Regions from separate parts of the Mus musculus genome. Here region 2 is linked to region 1. Evidence: chromatin contacts called from public promoter capture Hi-C data. All regions are on one chromosome and are shown on one strand. Each heading gives the region's core, a stretch centred on a gene start, on an enhancer-like site or on the middle of the called end of the contact. The rest is flanking DNA. Distances are from core to core; before and after follow the strand shown. Region 1 holds the start of Galc (galactosylceramidase). Region 2 holds the start of D130020L05Rik (RIKEN cDNA D130020L05 gene).

The links. Promoter capture Hi-C pulls out the DNA fragments that hold promoters and counts their contacts.
Region 2: a contact with region 1 is called in a promoter capture Hi-C map of liver, with 4 times the contacts expected there. The contact joins the promoter of D130020L05Rik here to the promoter of Galc in region 1. A contact is called at or near these places in 3 of 39 promoter capture datasets (liver and pre-B cells) and 1 of 484 Hi-C or Micro-C datasets (B cells).

The regions. Positions count from the first base shown.
Region 1 is chr12:98,254,853-98,261,994 of GRCm38.p6, reverse strand. It overlaps Galc (galactosylceramidase), which reads left to right and starts at 2,536. Exons shown (of 17, transcript NM_008079.4): 1 at 2,536-2,860; 2 at 5,055-5,123; 3 at 5,305-5,368. The coding sequence starts at 2,666.
Region 2 is chr12:101,079,900-101,087,041 of GRCm38.p6, reverse strand. D130020L05Rik (RIKEN cDNA D130020L05 gene) reads right to left here and starts at 4,591. Exons shown (of 2, transcript NR_038050.1): 1 at 2,543-4,591. Ppp4r3a (protein phosphatase 4 regulatory subunit 3A) reads left to right here and starts at 3,340. Exons shown (of 15, transcript NM_211355.2): 1 at 3,340-4,313. The coding sequence starts at 4,172.

The DNA of each region.
Region 1 (7,142 bases), core at 1,287-3,786:
GTGTTCCAGGTTTGATGAGAGACCCTAACTCAAAATAGAAGGTAAAGAGAGTTTGGGAAATGACTCAGTCGATAAGAACACACTGCTCAAGCATGGGACATATAACAGGTGGCAGGCAACTGTAATCCCAGTGCTTCAGAGGGTGAAGGAGACAGATAGATTACTGCACCTTGCTGTTCAGTGAGAAATCTTGTCTCAAGGGAATAAGGTAGAAAGTGATAGAGACAGACACCCGAGGACCTGCTCTGGCCTTTTTGAGGACTCATGTGCACATCTCTAAATATGTTTGAATATAAAACACACACATTCATACACATAGACACACAAATTATGTGAAGAGTTTGAGGAAGCCACTTGCTTTGAACCACTGGTCTACACACACACACACACACACACACACACACACACGAAGAAGAAGGAGGAGGAGGAGAAAGAGGAATGAACACAGGTATAGTATTGCTCAGAAAGACAATGGTTTGATTTTATCCTTTCATATAATTTCCCATATTTGTGTTTGTGGTGGTTAATCTTCATTATCAACTTGACTGAATTTAGAATCACCACAAAACACACCTCTGGGCGTGTCTATGAAGGTCTTCCCTGAAAGACTTATCTGAAGAGGGAAGCTGTCATAAGTCCTGGATGGAACAAAAAGAAGGAAGTAAACTGAATGCCAGCATGTTCACCTCTCTTGGATTTCCTGACTGGAGATGCAACACCACCAGGTGTCTCGGGGTACTGCTGTCATGACTCTCCTGCCAAGGATTGCACCCTCCAACTGTAAGCCAAGACAAACCTTTCTGTCTTTAAGTTCTTTAGCACATAGTACAATTGTTACAGCACCGAGTAAAAGTACTGAAGACAGTAGTCTTGAAACACAGATTTAGGTTTGTCTTTAAGGGGGAGCACAACTTATTCCAAAGATAGTTATGCAAAGCCTATGATCTCTTAAGCCCCAGGGCCTGTCCTGTGTCTTCTCCTTGCCACTCTGGTGTCTCAGGGGCTTGGGTGGGAAACTCAGCTTATTGTATGCTTTCTACTAAAGGGGGAGAGAGAGAGAGAGAGAGAGAGAGAGAGAGAGAGAGAGAGAGAGAGAGATTGATTTCTACAAAATTAGGGGAATCTAAATTCTCAGGACAGTTCACTTTCCTATCACATCAGTCTTACTGACAGTGGAAGGTAGCTTATGATTGTTTCGAGGAAGCATAATTTCACCTTTGTCATCCTTGGGTCCTAAGAATTAAACTGCTGTGACAGACTAGATGGATGAAGCACATAAATTTAAGTTACAGGGCACAGGGGCATACCCTAAGAAATTGAAGACTCCCCCCCCCAAACAAACAAACAAACAAACAGTTAATGATAAACATGCTGAATCTGATCAGGAGCAATTTAGGTTGTAAAATGTGCCAGGCAGAGAGGCAGAGAGGCAGAGAGGCAGGCAGAGAGACAGAGAGAGAGGCAGAGAGGCAGAGAGGCAGAGAGGCAGGCAGAGAGGCAGAGAGGCAGAGAGGCAGAGGCAGAGAGGCAGAGAGGCAGAGAGGCAGAGGCAGGCAGAACTCTCTGAGTTCAAGGTGAGACTGGTAGATGGAACAAGTTCTAAGAACACAAGCTGCCAGCAGGCACGTCCAACCTTTTCTTATCCTGACACTATGTTGTCCGCTATAGACTTCACACTTGAGGTCTGCACAGTTGACTATTTTAATCATAAAAAGTCACAGAATGTCTTGAGTTAAGTTTATGTACAATTTTGGGGTAGGGTGCTTTCATAGCAATCATCTGCTCCATGTGGTCTCAGGCACAGGTTGGATGCACCTGCCAGGGTATTTAACTGGGTAGAGAAGTGAATAGGAAGGCAAGGGTTACTGTAACAGGAGTTGGCAAACATTACCACTTCCTCTATGTAAGTCAGGGCATCTTTCATAAGTGATTTTCATAGTCATTTTTTATTCAAGAAACAGAATAAAGGTCCGAGTATTCTGAACCTATTGTATTTTTTAGGTCTCGCAATTCAAATTACTATATAGCAACATTTTGGACGAGTAATCATATTAACTCTTTTAAGGCTAAAAGACCTGGATATAGCAGACTACTCAATCGAACAAACTTTGTCAGCTAGCATTTGCTAAGTGTATATAAGTGCACAATTATGACTTCCCGAGTGCCTATTATCTTACTTTTATCTTATCCGGAGTTCCCTGACTTGCTGTTCTGGTCTCACGGTGGTTTAGAAAAATTCAGGGTCCTCAAGCCAAGCGACTCAACCAAGGTGACCGCTTAACTGGGGGCGCTTAAAGCCAGGTCCTCATTGCTGTTTCCTACTGGGAATGCTCGGCTAGAGTAGGACCACTCAAAGCCCTCTTTTGACCGTTGTTGACCATTCACTTCCCGTTTTCTAAGATGATCCATCAGGTGAGGTAGGAAGAGTGGTCACTAAGTAATTACACGCAGAGACCGGTCCCGCCTCTTTGACACAGAAGTGACAAGGCAAAGCTCGCTCAACCAGCCCCCCACCCCGCCCCCCCAGCTCAACACAACAGCGGCTGCGCGGACAGCCCGCAGCCCTCACTTAAGATGGCGAAAGCTTCCTCAGCCGCCCGCTCTTCTTCCTCAGGGAGGCGATCGGGCCCGCCTCCCCGGGCGCCACAGTCGCGTGACCCGCACAATGGCTAACAGCCAACCTAAGGCTTCCCAGCAACGCCAAGCAAAAGTCATGACCGCCGCCGCGGGCTCGGCGAGCCGTGTTGCGGTGCCCTTATTGTTGTGTGCGCTGCTAGTGCCCGGTGGCGCCTACGTGCTAGACGACTCCGACGGGCTGGGCCGGGAGTTCGATGGCATCGGCGCAGTCAGCGGCGGCGGGGTGAGCGCGGGCTGGCGGGAGGCAGGAGTGCGGTGCGGCGCAGGGACCGCAGGGACCGCAGGGACCGCCGGGGCCGCCCCCTCCCACAAGCCCCCGCGGCGTTGCCGGGCGAGCGCACGCCGCTTCCCCGCGCGCCGGGGTGAGATGAACCCGGGCTGGCGGTTAGATTGCAATGGGGAGCCAGGCGTCTCGAGGGGACAGGCGTCTGCTGCAGTCAAGTGGCCCGGGCTCGAGGGAGCCCTCGTTCTGGATCGCCGGCCAGGGCTGTCCTTGCCGCGCTGGAAGGGTCGCCTCCGGAAAAAGCCAGAGAGGGACTGCGAAGCCTCAGCGAGATGCTTTGGGGAGGGGGGGGGGTGGGTTCTCTTCCTTCCCAGGGAGTTAGTTGGTGGAGCCGTGAGTCAGAAGACATAGGCAGGGTTTGGGGACCCTTCTTGAACAGTGATTAGCACCCCGTCCCTCCCTGTAAGACCTCTTGGACTCTTTAGAGTTGTGTAAAGCCTGAAGCGATCTGGGATATTGTTTTAAAAGAGGGCCACCTTCATCCACTAACAGAAACTGTGGCGTGTCTGTGTTGGAACGAGGGAATGCTGGCTCTGTTAGGGCACATAAGAATCATTAGGTGCATTGGTTAAAATTTAAGTTGTCTTCCTCTCCCATTCTGACTTTGTTAATAAACACCAGCTAATTCTCAAAAGATGAGGTCTTGAGAGTGATTTCTTGTTGACTCAAAGATCTCAGGACTGGGAAGTGGGTTTGCTTTTAAATTGAAATCTTAAGAGTAGTTTTAGATCTACCGAAAAGCTAGGAGTGCAGTAAAAAGTTCTATACCCCAGTGTGTGTGTGTGTAATAATGAACTAATCTATTCTCAGTTTATTTAAATTTAAAATAGCCAATATTTCTTATACAACCTTAACGTCTCCTTTTGGTATCTTTGTGATAGTAAATCTAAGTGTAAAGGCTTTTTTAAAAAAATGAGATTTCCAGTTTTGCTTAATTTACTCAACTTTTAATTATTAAAATAATTTCATAACCTGGTGTGATGTAGTAAGCCTTAGTGTGTGTGTGTGTGTGTGTGTGTTGGGAATGTTTGTACATGTGAGTACTGGTGCTTACAGAGGCCAGAAGCACGTGAGTTGCCATCTCTCCAGCCTCCAGAGCAGGTAAATCTATTAAATAGTCAGTTAGTAATGTCTCTATACTATGTTATGTATTAGTCAGTTTAGGAAAATAGTAAATGAAGATGGATGACCATTTTATTTACACACCAGTTTAAACTTGTGTGTGTACAACATGTTACCTAGCACAGTTGTAGCAGCACTTAGATTGCCCTCTCTTGACTTTCACATATTTAGGGAAAGCATTTTGCTTCAGTGGTTGGCATGTGGGCTTCCGAGGTTGCTGGAATCATTCTGGCACAGGACACTCACCTCCTGGTTTTGACAAGTTAGTTCATTTTCCTTTGCTTAAGTTTCTCTTCTGAGGGAACAAAGCAGCTGGGGGTGGGCGGGTGGTAGCATTGTGAGGACAGGTGTGATTAGCCAATTATGGTTCTTGTTCCCTCTTAAGGGTTATGGAGGGGGAAGTTGTTTTAAGATTTCACGGTGGGATGTTGGTAAAGTGCCCCATACCCTAGTTTCTAATACTACAGAAATACTGCATACAGCAAAGGGGCGTTTTGACCATCGAGAGACACAGTTACCAAGACACAAGCTGTTTATGGGTCCTTTTGCTATCTTGTCTTCACTGCTTTCAACCTAGAGACCCAGTGGTTTCCTTGGTTACCTTGTGTCTAACACCTTGCCTATTCATTGATAACAGCCTCCCAAAGTATAGGTCTTTGATTCACTATTGGCTTTATAATTTCTTTCAGGCTGTCATCTGGGTCTAGGTATGGCTAAATCTAGCTAGTGCTTATACTTATTCTTTTCTTTTAAGATAACACAAGTTTATTTATGCAAAGTGTTAGGGGCCAGAAGTCTAAGTGAAAACTAAGCTTATCTCTCCAACTCTTACACCCTCATAAGAAAACTTTAGCTCTCAGTGATTGGATACAGACCAAATAGCATGGCAAATGACCCTCCACAGCTCCGTTTGCTCATGCTGGGGCATGTGTGTGTGTGTTTACACTGTAGACAAATACAGATGATTATACTTGTTTTCTTCATATTTTTGAAAACATTTTTTTTCCCCCAGGCAACCTCCCGGCTTCTAGTAAATTACCCAGAGCCCTATCGTTCTGAAATACTGGATTATCTATTTAAGGTAAGGAAGAATAATTAAACCAACGGGCCTGTGCTATTTTGAAAAGATATGGTGAAGTTCGGCCTTAGAGTTTCTCAGCTTTCTGAGAGAAGTTTGGCTCTCCCTTCACTGGGCTGCCTAAGGCCTCTACGAGGTTTTACCTGACAGAGCACTCTAATAACACTGTTACTTTTTTCCACAGCCAAACTTTGGTGCCTCTTTGCATATTCTAAAAGTGGAGATAGGTGGTGATGGACAAACAACAGGTAGGAGGATTTGGGACAAGGGGTTTCCCTGACATTTTACCTATCCTTAAACATATGGGACGGAAGGAAGGCCGCCTCATTTGAGGAGCTGCTCTTCCGCAGATCAGCTTTTATTTCTCTCCATTTATGTTTTCGGGTGTGTGCACGTGTGTACCTTGGGCTCGGTGACATCACCTTCCTGGTCTGGCTTTTCTTATTTTGATCTTTATGAATCATGTTAAATGTAAAATTTCCAAAATAGTATTGAGACTCTCGGTTGCTCATTTAGTTGAAGTAGTCATTAGAGAAACACATCTAGTTTTCTAAAAATCATGCACATTTGGAATTTCATGGAAAAGTTATAAGAAAAATTTAATTATTAGAATATGTAAGATGTTATTAACTTTAAAAATGTATTGTAGAATACAACACATGTATTTTAGAGATACAGATATAGTTTTTTAAAAAAATAAACACAATTTAAATAAAGATACAACCTTCATAACCAAATTTTGAAGTACTTCTCTCAGTAATTAGATATACTTAATGATTATATATAGGTCAAGTCCATTAATATTACTTGAGAGCATTTTCTGTATATTGTCTTCCTGCTAGTGATTTCAAGGTAATTTCTTAAAAAAACTATTTATTTTTATGTAACAAATATGCGTGTTTTATCTGTATGGGTATATGTATACCATGAGCGCGTACTTAGTGCCTGCAGAGGCCAGAAGAGAGTACTCAGCTTCCTGCAACTGGAGTTTCCAGTAGCTGTGAGCCATGGAATGGGTGCTGGGAGCCAAGCCAATGCTCTCTGGGGGAGCAGCCTTTGCTGCTGAGTCTCCTCTGAGTATGTACTCTTCCTGGAGTTTGAGGACAAAAGCCCTGGCTTCCAGTGTAATAACCTAGGTTTGGTCACTTATCCGGGACGTGGCAGTAGTGACGGCAGGAAGGCCCTCTTATCATCCAGACACTCTGAGTAATAAGAAAAAGGTCTAGTGACTCTTGGCTTTTCTTTGAGGAGCCACAAGGACTTTGAGGCTTGATTGAAAAGGGGAAGGAAGGCTTTAATCTGTGGTTTGGTTAGCTAGAGTTATGCATAGTTGGCCGAGCAGGTAACCTTGGTCAGGCTGTGGTCTGATTGTTCATTCTCCAGGCTGCTTCTGCAATTGTCCCGAGCCGTCTTCTCCCTTGAGCGGGCAGCTTGATTCTCTTTCTAACCTTCGGAAGGCTCGTGGTTCTTTGGGGAGTAGTTTTAATCTGTTGTGATAACGGTGTTTGTGGATCAGAACTGTTTTTCTTAGAATACAAGGTAACTGCAGGGCAGCCCAATTTAGGAGACCTCAGAAGGAAAATAGTTAAGGAGGCAAAATGAAGTCAGAGAGGGAGAAAATGAGAGTGAGGTAGGTCAGTCACTGGGCCCTGCGTCAGTATTCATGCTTTATTTATGCTGAAAGAAAAAAAGTGAAAATCAAAGCCGGTGGGAACCTCCCTAACAGAAGCTTGTCTAAGAAACACGTCTTATGTTGAAACCGTTTAGATGGGGAGCTGATGCTGATGTGTGGTGCATTAGCGGAAGCTATTGAGCACTAAGGATATATAAGTTTAGTTCTTAGGAGTTCTCGTGCTGACATTAAAGAAGAAATGGGCCAGGATCCTCCTCAGAAGGCCCCACTTTGCAAAGACTGGTGTCTCTGAACCATGAGCGCACACGAGCTCTTTGACCTCAGAGACCTACCTCTGGCCTTGGTGGTTCCTCTGCTGGCTTTGAGTGAGAGCACAGGACTTGGCTCTC
Region 2 (7,142 bases), core at 3,342-5,841, 2.8 Mb before region 1:
TTTTTTTTAAGGTCTATCGTGCAGTGATGGTGCACTACTGCATTCAGGAGGCAGAGGTAGGGAAATAGAGATTTGAGGATGGCTTGGTCTACATAGCAAGACCACATTTTGTTTTTGTTGTTGTTCTTTGTTTTAAATCAATACATTTATGTCTACCATCTTTGCCACTTTGGATTATCAAAGGTGGAAAAGAAGCCAGGTGTGGTGGTACACACACCTATAATACTAGTACTTTGGAAGTAGAGACTGGAGGACCAGGAGAAGTCAAGGTCACTCTTGACTACACAGTGCATTTGGACCCATCCTAGGATATATGGGATCCTGTCTCAAAGCAGCGAAGAGAATGGAGTGAGTGCACAGACACTTGTATACTCAAACAAGACAGGCTATTTTCTCTGTCAATAATAATTTTTTAAAAAATCCACCACAAAGTAATTCTTCAAAACAAAAGGTTCTCTTGTCATTTGGACACCAGAGATGTTAATATGAATGCAACTGGATTGGGGTCTTAATAAAGTACAAGACAGAAAAGGAAGTAGAGATTTGATGTGACCTTGAAAGGATCCAGGCCTCCTAACAGGAGCAAGGCAGATATATGAGCATTTTTTTCTGATTAAGGCCTTCTCAGAACTTGAGCAGATACAAACGTCTTTATTTGCTTCCCCCGCCCCCCCCAGGGACCAACTTACTATGTAACCAGAGATGACCTTGCACTTCAGATCTGCCTGCCTCCATCTCTGAAGTGCTGGGATTAGATATTAAGGTTTTTAGATCTGAAGAGTGAATTGTTTAGCGTTTCCTGTTGCCTGAATCAGTTCAAAGTTAGGTCACTAGCCTGGGGTATATAATGAGACCTGTCAGGGAAGGGCAGGGGAGCAGAAAGGAAGGAGGAAAGGAAACAGGATTTAACAGTGCAGATGAAGCTCAGCAGTACAGTGCTTGTCAGGTACATACAAGGCCTGCATTGGAACCCCAGCATCATATTTAAAAAATGAAGACAGAAAAAAGATACTATATTCAGAAAATAAAGTTAATGATCTATGGTATATGTCAATTAACAGTTGCTCATTTTATTCAATAAACTGAACAATATGTTCCCATGTTCTTGTGTATATCCAATACATTAGCAGATAGGCTCTTTAAATTGCTCTGATAAAAGTTCTCTCTCTCTCTCTCTCTCTTCTCTCCCTTTTCTCTCTCTCTCCTCTCTCTCTCTCTCTCCTCTCTCTCTCTCCTCTCTCTCTCTCTCTCTCCTCTCTCCTCTCTCTCTCTCTCTCTCTCTCTCTCTCTCTCCGAGACAGGGCTTCTCTGTGTCCTGGAACTCACTCTCTAGACCAGGCTGGCCTCGAACTCAGAAATCTGCCTGCCTCTGCCTCCTGAGTGCTGGGACTAAAGGCGTGCGCCACCACCGTCCGGCAAAAGTTATCTCTTGATGGCAAGAAAGTTGTGAATAAAAAGAACAAAATGTGGCGAGCCACCAAGCTGCAGTCTGCTTCTGGAACTTTGCTTTTCGCCCCACAGGTGAACTTCTGGTCTGCAAATAATCTAGGGTTGGTTGTGTGCACTGGGAGAGAAGGCAAGATTGCTTCACATTCCTCTAACTAAACAGATCCCATGTGCCCTGCTTTGCTTTGTCAAATTGACACAGCCTGGTGTCATCTGAGAGAAAACATTTGGTTGAGGAGCTGCTAAGGTCACTGCCCTGTGGGGATATTGGGGATGTCTGGGGGGGGGGGGGCTTGTTAGTTGACGTAGGAGCACCCAGCCCATGGCAGGTGGCAATATTCCCTGAGTAAGGTTGTCCTGGACTTTATAAAAAAAAACTAAGTATGAGGGGAGCAAGCCAACAGGCAACATTCCTCCATGGTTTCTGCTTCAGGCTCCTGCTTTGAGTTCCTGCCCTGATTTCCCTCAGCAATGGACTGTGACCTAGAAGTATACGCCAAATAAATTATTTCCTCACAGTACTTGTTCCCAAACACAAGCTGGCAATTCTGAAATTCTGAGAAGTACAAATCCTGGTGTACCCTGATTCAAAGTCTCTAAAGGACACTTTATAGAGGAGAGGAAGACCCGGATCATAGCAATTTAGGAAAGCTCTGGAAGACACAAAATAGTTTGTAAATGATTTCCATCATCAGAATAAGCCAGGAGACAAAATACTGAGACTGGCTAGGTGTGTTCTATTGGGTTCTGTACTCCAGCAAAACAGTTTCAGAGGGATGAAAGCAACAGTTTCTTCTTTGATGGGTAAAGAGTCAAGGCAGATAAGAAACTATTCACTGTGTAAGCTCTGCTAGTCAGTCTCCAAGGGCCTTTAAAAAGGTGGTTCTCAACATGTGGGTCTCGATCCCTTGGCGGTCAAACACGGGACACAGCAGATATCCTGCATATTACAGTTACGAAGTAGCAACAAAATGATTTTATAGTGAGGGAGGGGTCACCACAACAAGAGAAACTGTGTTATAAAAGAGTCAGAGCATTTTAGGAAGGTTAGAAGCATTGCTATAAAATAATCAGCATAGAGGGCCATACTGCTAACCTGCTCTGCTTGGAGCTCATGGGCTCCATCTAGATGCTTGAAAGGATTGCATTCTGGTATTTAGAAACAGCAACTGCTTTGTTTTTACATGCTTCCGAGTTTTGTTGGTGAATGATTTCAGGTATGTCTTTGCGAGCACTTGTCTCTGGTGTGGGTTAAGAAAGATCCCAGCTTCTCGCATACGTTGCTTCAGCCAGTCAGAGCAACATTGTGAGGCTGTGTTTCAAAAAAAACAAAAAAACAAAGAATTTCATCTTATTCATACAGTACGGCATTTATCTTTGCAAGCCCTTCAAGATGTGTTTTGTTATTTTGTTTAAAAAAACAAACAAACCAGCCTAGGGCTACAGACGATCAGCTTTGATAACCGACAGAGAAAGGGAGATAACCGCTGATTATTGTGAGGTGAGTGCTCAGAATGATCCCGGGGAGCAGTGCCACGCGTGAACACCGCGTCGAGGGTTTTAGACTTGCCCGGCCATTGCGTGCCTCACTGCATCCCGCCAACCTCGCGGTCCAAACGGTCCTCTCTCAGAAACTTCTCTATTTCAGGCCAAGGGAAGAAGAGGAGGAGGAGGAGGAGGGCGGGGGGAGGACGAGGAGGACGCCAGCAGCCCGCGCCCCCAGGGCCGACTGCAAAGGTCCTCCCTAAAGCGTCCGGAGAAGGCTCGCACGGGAAAGGACGAGCTCCGGGATCAGAGTCCAGTCTGGCTCCAGAAGCCGCCAACAGACTCCACACCCCTTCCCCGCCCGGAGCCGAGGTGATGACGAATTCAAAGTGCGACGGACGCACACGCAGCCCGCGCTTGCACGACAGTACGCGCAGGGCAGCGCGAGGGAGTCCCGGTCCGTCACCGGCGCGACTCGCGTCCCGCCTCCTCCGCTCCCGCCACCCCCGCAGCTCCGCGCCCGCCTCGGTGCAAGGCCTCGGCCGGAGCGAAGCTGCCGGCTCCCGTCTTGTCGCTTTAAGTGGTGGGGCTTGCGGGCCGCCCCTGCCGCTACTGCCTAGGTGGCCCCGCGCGCCGCTTTTGAGGGGCGAGCCAAGATGGCGGCGGCTTTGGCTCTGTGAGGAAGACGGAAGAGGCGGCGGAGTAGGGAAGGCGGCTTCTAAGAAGAGCCAGGGGTTCTCGGGTGGCCAGAGGCGTTCGGAGTCTCCCGGGAAGTGCTACCTCACCGGCTTCGGATGCTTTAAGCGGGAGGAGCGGAGCGGGGCTTCCTGCTGCAGCGGCTGGGCCAGGTACAAGGGAGGAAAACATGGCGGCGGCGGCCTGAGGAGGCGGCGGCGCGGGAAAGCGGCTCTGCGGAGGTCATGGTGGAGGCCGGAGCGGGTCTGTGAACCGAGCCGCACCTCGTTGGAACGGCGGGCCGGTAGGCTGCGTAGTGCTGCGCGTTCCCTGTCGGGGCTGCTGGGCGGCCGCGCTCGCTCGGCCTGGACAATAGCGCCGGGGAGAAGGAGACGAGAGAAGGCGGCGGCCCGGGGCTCGGACCCGGGAGCGGGCCATGCGAGCGGCGGCGCAGCTCCGCGGCGGCCAGCGGTGGCACTGAGGTCCCGGAGTTCCCCGTTTGCGGCCGCCCGCCTTTTCTGGACACTGTCCCTGGGCCACTCGGGCGGGGCCCCCGGCCGGCACGATGACCGACACCCGACGGCGGGTGAAGGTCTACACGCTCAACGAGGACCGGCAGTGGGACGACCGGGGTACTGGCCATGTGTCCTCCGGCTACGTGGAGAGGCTGAAGGGCATGTCCCTGCTCGTCAGGGCGGAGAGCGACGGTAAGTGACCCTCACTGGCCCCTCTCAGAGCAGTGGCGCTCGGACTGGGACGGCGGGAGTGCGGACGGGAACGCCACGGGGTACCCAAGTCCGGTGGAGCTCGGTGGAGAGCATTCGGGGTGTCCATCCTTAACCCGAAAACCTTGTGGCGTTGGGATTTCGAGCAGAGCGGAGCACGTTGCGCCGTGCTGCCTTTCCAGTGCAGAAAGGTCGGAGACCTGAGATCCTCTTTCCCCGGTGGTTTTTGCACCGTCGTGACCTTGAGAAAGGCATTTAACGGAAACGATCTGCTCCCCCCCCCCCCACACACACACACCCCTTAGTTCACCAATCTGTAAAGCAGGCATAAAACCTTGCTTGGCGCTCGTAAAGTTCATAGCTGTTGCACACTTTGAGAAAGTTCTGTTCTGGTGGGATTGTTGTTGTTTTAAACCTTTTCCACCATATCTTTCAGATTTTAGGGTCTGCAATAAGGTCTATAAATCTGGCAGTTCCACCAGACAGAGAAAATGCTGCTTTGGCTTTCGAGGACACACATGTCTTGACCGGGGTTGGTTGTCTTTTTCACAAGAAAGGGAGATGATTATTATTGTTGTTATTGTTTTGTATTTTGAGACAGGGTTTCAGTATGTAGCCCAACTATCCTGGAGCTTGCTCTATAGACCAGGCTAGCCTTGAACTCAAAGCTTGCCTTCCTCTGCCTCTCCAGTGCTGGGATTAAAGTGCTGCCACACCTGGCTAAGAAAGAAAGACTTTGTAGGTCTTCTGTGGGAACTCGTGAACCTTTGGAACATTTTATTGCAAGCTTTTCTGATTGTTTAAGCGTATGGTCCTTAGTTGGTTGAGTTGGCTGGTGGGGAGAGGTATCTTTTAACACTTGAACAAGTCCTTCTGCTTTCACCTCAAGTCTATTGAAACAGTCTTCAGTGTTCAAAGATAAGGTTGTTTGAAATAACGGTTTCACGTTTTAAAATATTCCTTTCTTAAGGGTTTGCATTCTCTGAATTTCACTCTTGGAAGAAAATACATATTGGCCAAAACTTCAAATTGTTTTTGGAGCAGAAGTATAGTTACCTTGTTGCATTAATTTGCAGTTTTACAGTTGAGAACTATTTGTAGCTGTTTCATGTCTGAAATATTGCAAATTTATTTCAAAGATTTTTTTTTTTCCCCTCTTTTTTGGACTAGACTCAGAACTCATTCCACAAAAACCAAGATTTTCCTGTCTGTGGTTGAAGACTGTAGAAACATTGATTTGAATTGAAGAATGGTTAACTTGGAGTATAATTATAAAGATTACCCCAAATAAGTTACCACTGGTAAAAAGTTACTTTCTAACATGAAAGGCAGGCAGTTTCTGGTGACTTGGAGGCCAGCCTGGGTCTACATAGAGTCCTAGATCAGCTGCAGTTACATAGTAAGACTTGGTCTGAAAATTTTTTTCTGATTACAACAGGTATATTTTCAGAGCTGGGTTCTTATTTGGCTGCTAATATACAAGTTAAATGTGTTTGTGACAGTCACGTAATCACCTCTGCATGTTTGTACATGTGGAAACTTTCCTTACAGTAAAGTGGAAGTGTGGGTTTCAGGGTTAAGCTTATTGTGAGGATGGGCTAACTGGGAATGGAATCCACACAGGGACTTGAGCATGCTAGGCAGTGCTCTACCACTGAACTGCCTCTAAGACCCAATGTAATTGTGAGATTTAACTAGATGTAAGCTTGAATTTCAGAACTAATACATGTAACCATACTCACACCAGTGTGCTTTATTTGATTATGCAAAGATCCTTCTGGTTTTTTGGAAAGAGTCTCCTGTAGTACCAGACTAGAATCAAACATTGTGTGTAGCCCAAAATATGGAAGTTCACGATCCTCTTGTCCCTATCTTCCCAATGCCTGGGATCATAGGTGTACTACTACATCCAACCTGTTTTGTTTTGGAGCCATTATCTAGCTATGGCTGGTCTGCAACTCAAAGCGATTCTCCTACCTGAGCCCCTGAGTGTTGGATTACTGCAGTGAACTACCACAGCCAGCCAGTTTTACAAAGGCCTTTAGACAGGATAAGCATGTAGACTTTCTGGGTGGTGGTGGCGCACGCTTTTAATCCCAGCACTTGGGAGGCAGAGGCAGGCGGATTTCTGAGTTTGAAGCCAGCCTGTCTACAAAGTTCCAGGACACCCAGGGCTATACAACAAAAGTCTGGTGTTTTATACCCTTTTATATTTTATCACTTAGGAAATAGCCTCTAAGCCCCTTTCTTCCATTTGGAATTTTGAAATTCTAATTTATTAGAACAGGTAATTCCTCTCCCCGCACCCCCCCACCCCCGCCCCAGGAGGGAAAAGAGTTAAACATAATTACTGAACTACCCCTTTATATTTGTGTTATGTGGAAAGGTAATTTTGAAGAATGGATTTAACCTGGGTGTGGTACCTTACTCCTAATTCCACCACTGAGAACACAAGTTAGGAGAATCTCAAATTCAGGGATTACATAGTAAAACATTTTCACTAAACAAGAAAGAAAAAAGGGGCTGGAGAGATGGCTCAGCGGTTAAGAGCATTGACTGCTTTTCCGAAGGTCCTGAGTTCAAATCCCAGCAACCACATGGTGGCTTACAACCATCCATAATGAGATCTGACGCCCTCTTCTGGTGTGTCTGAAGACAGCTACAGTGTACTTACATATAATAATAAATAAATCTTTTTTAAAAAGAAAGAAAAAAATGGACTTAGAAAAGGTGTAGGATACTTGTGAAGAAATCTATAGTTTTATTACTAAAGCCATTTTTCCTCCTTAACAGATAAATTCCAAGTAAGAT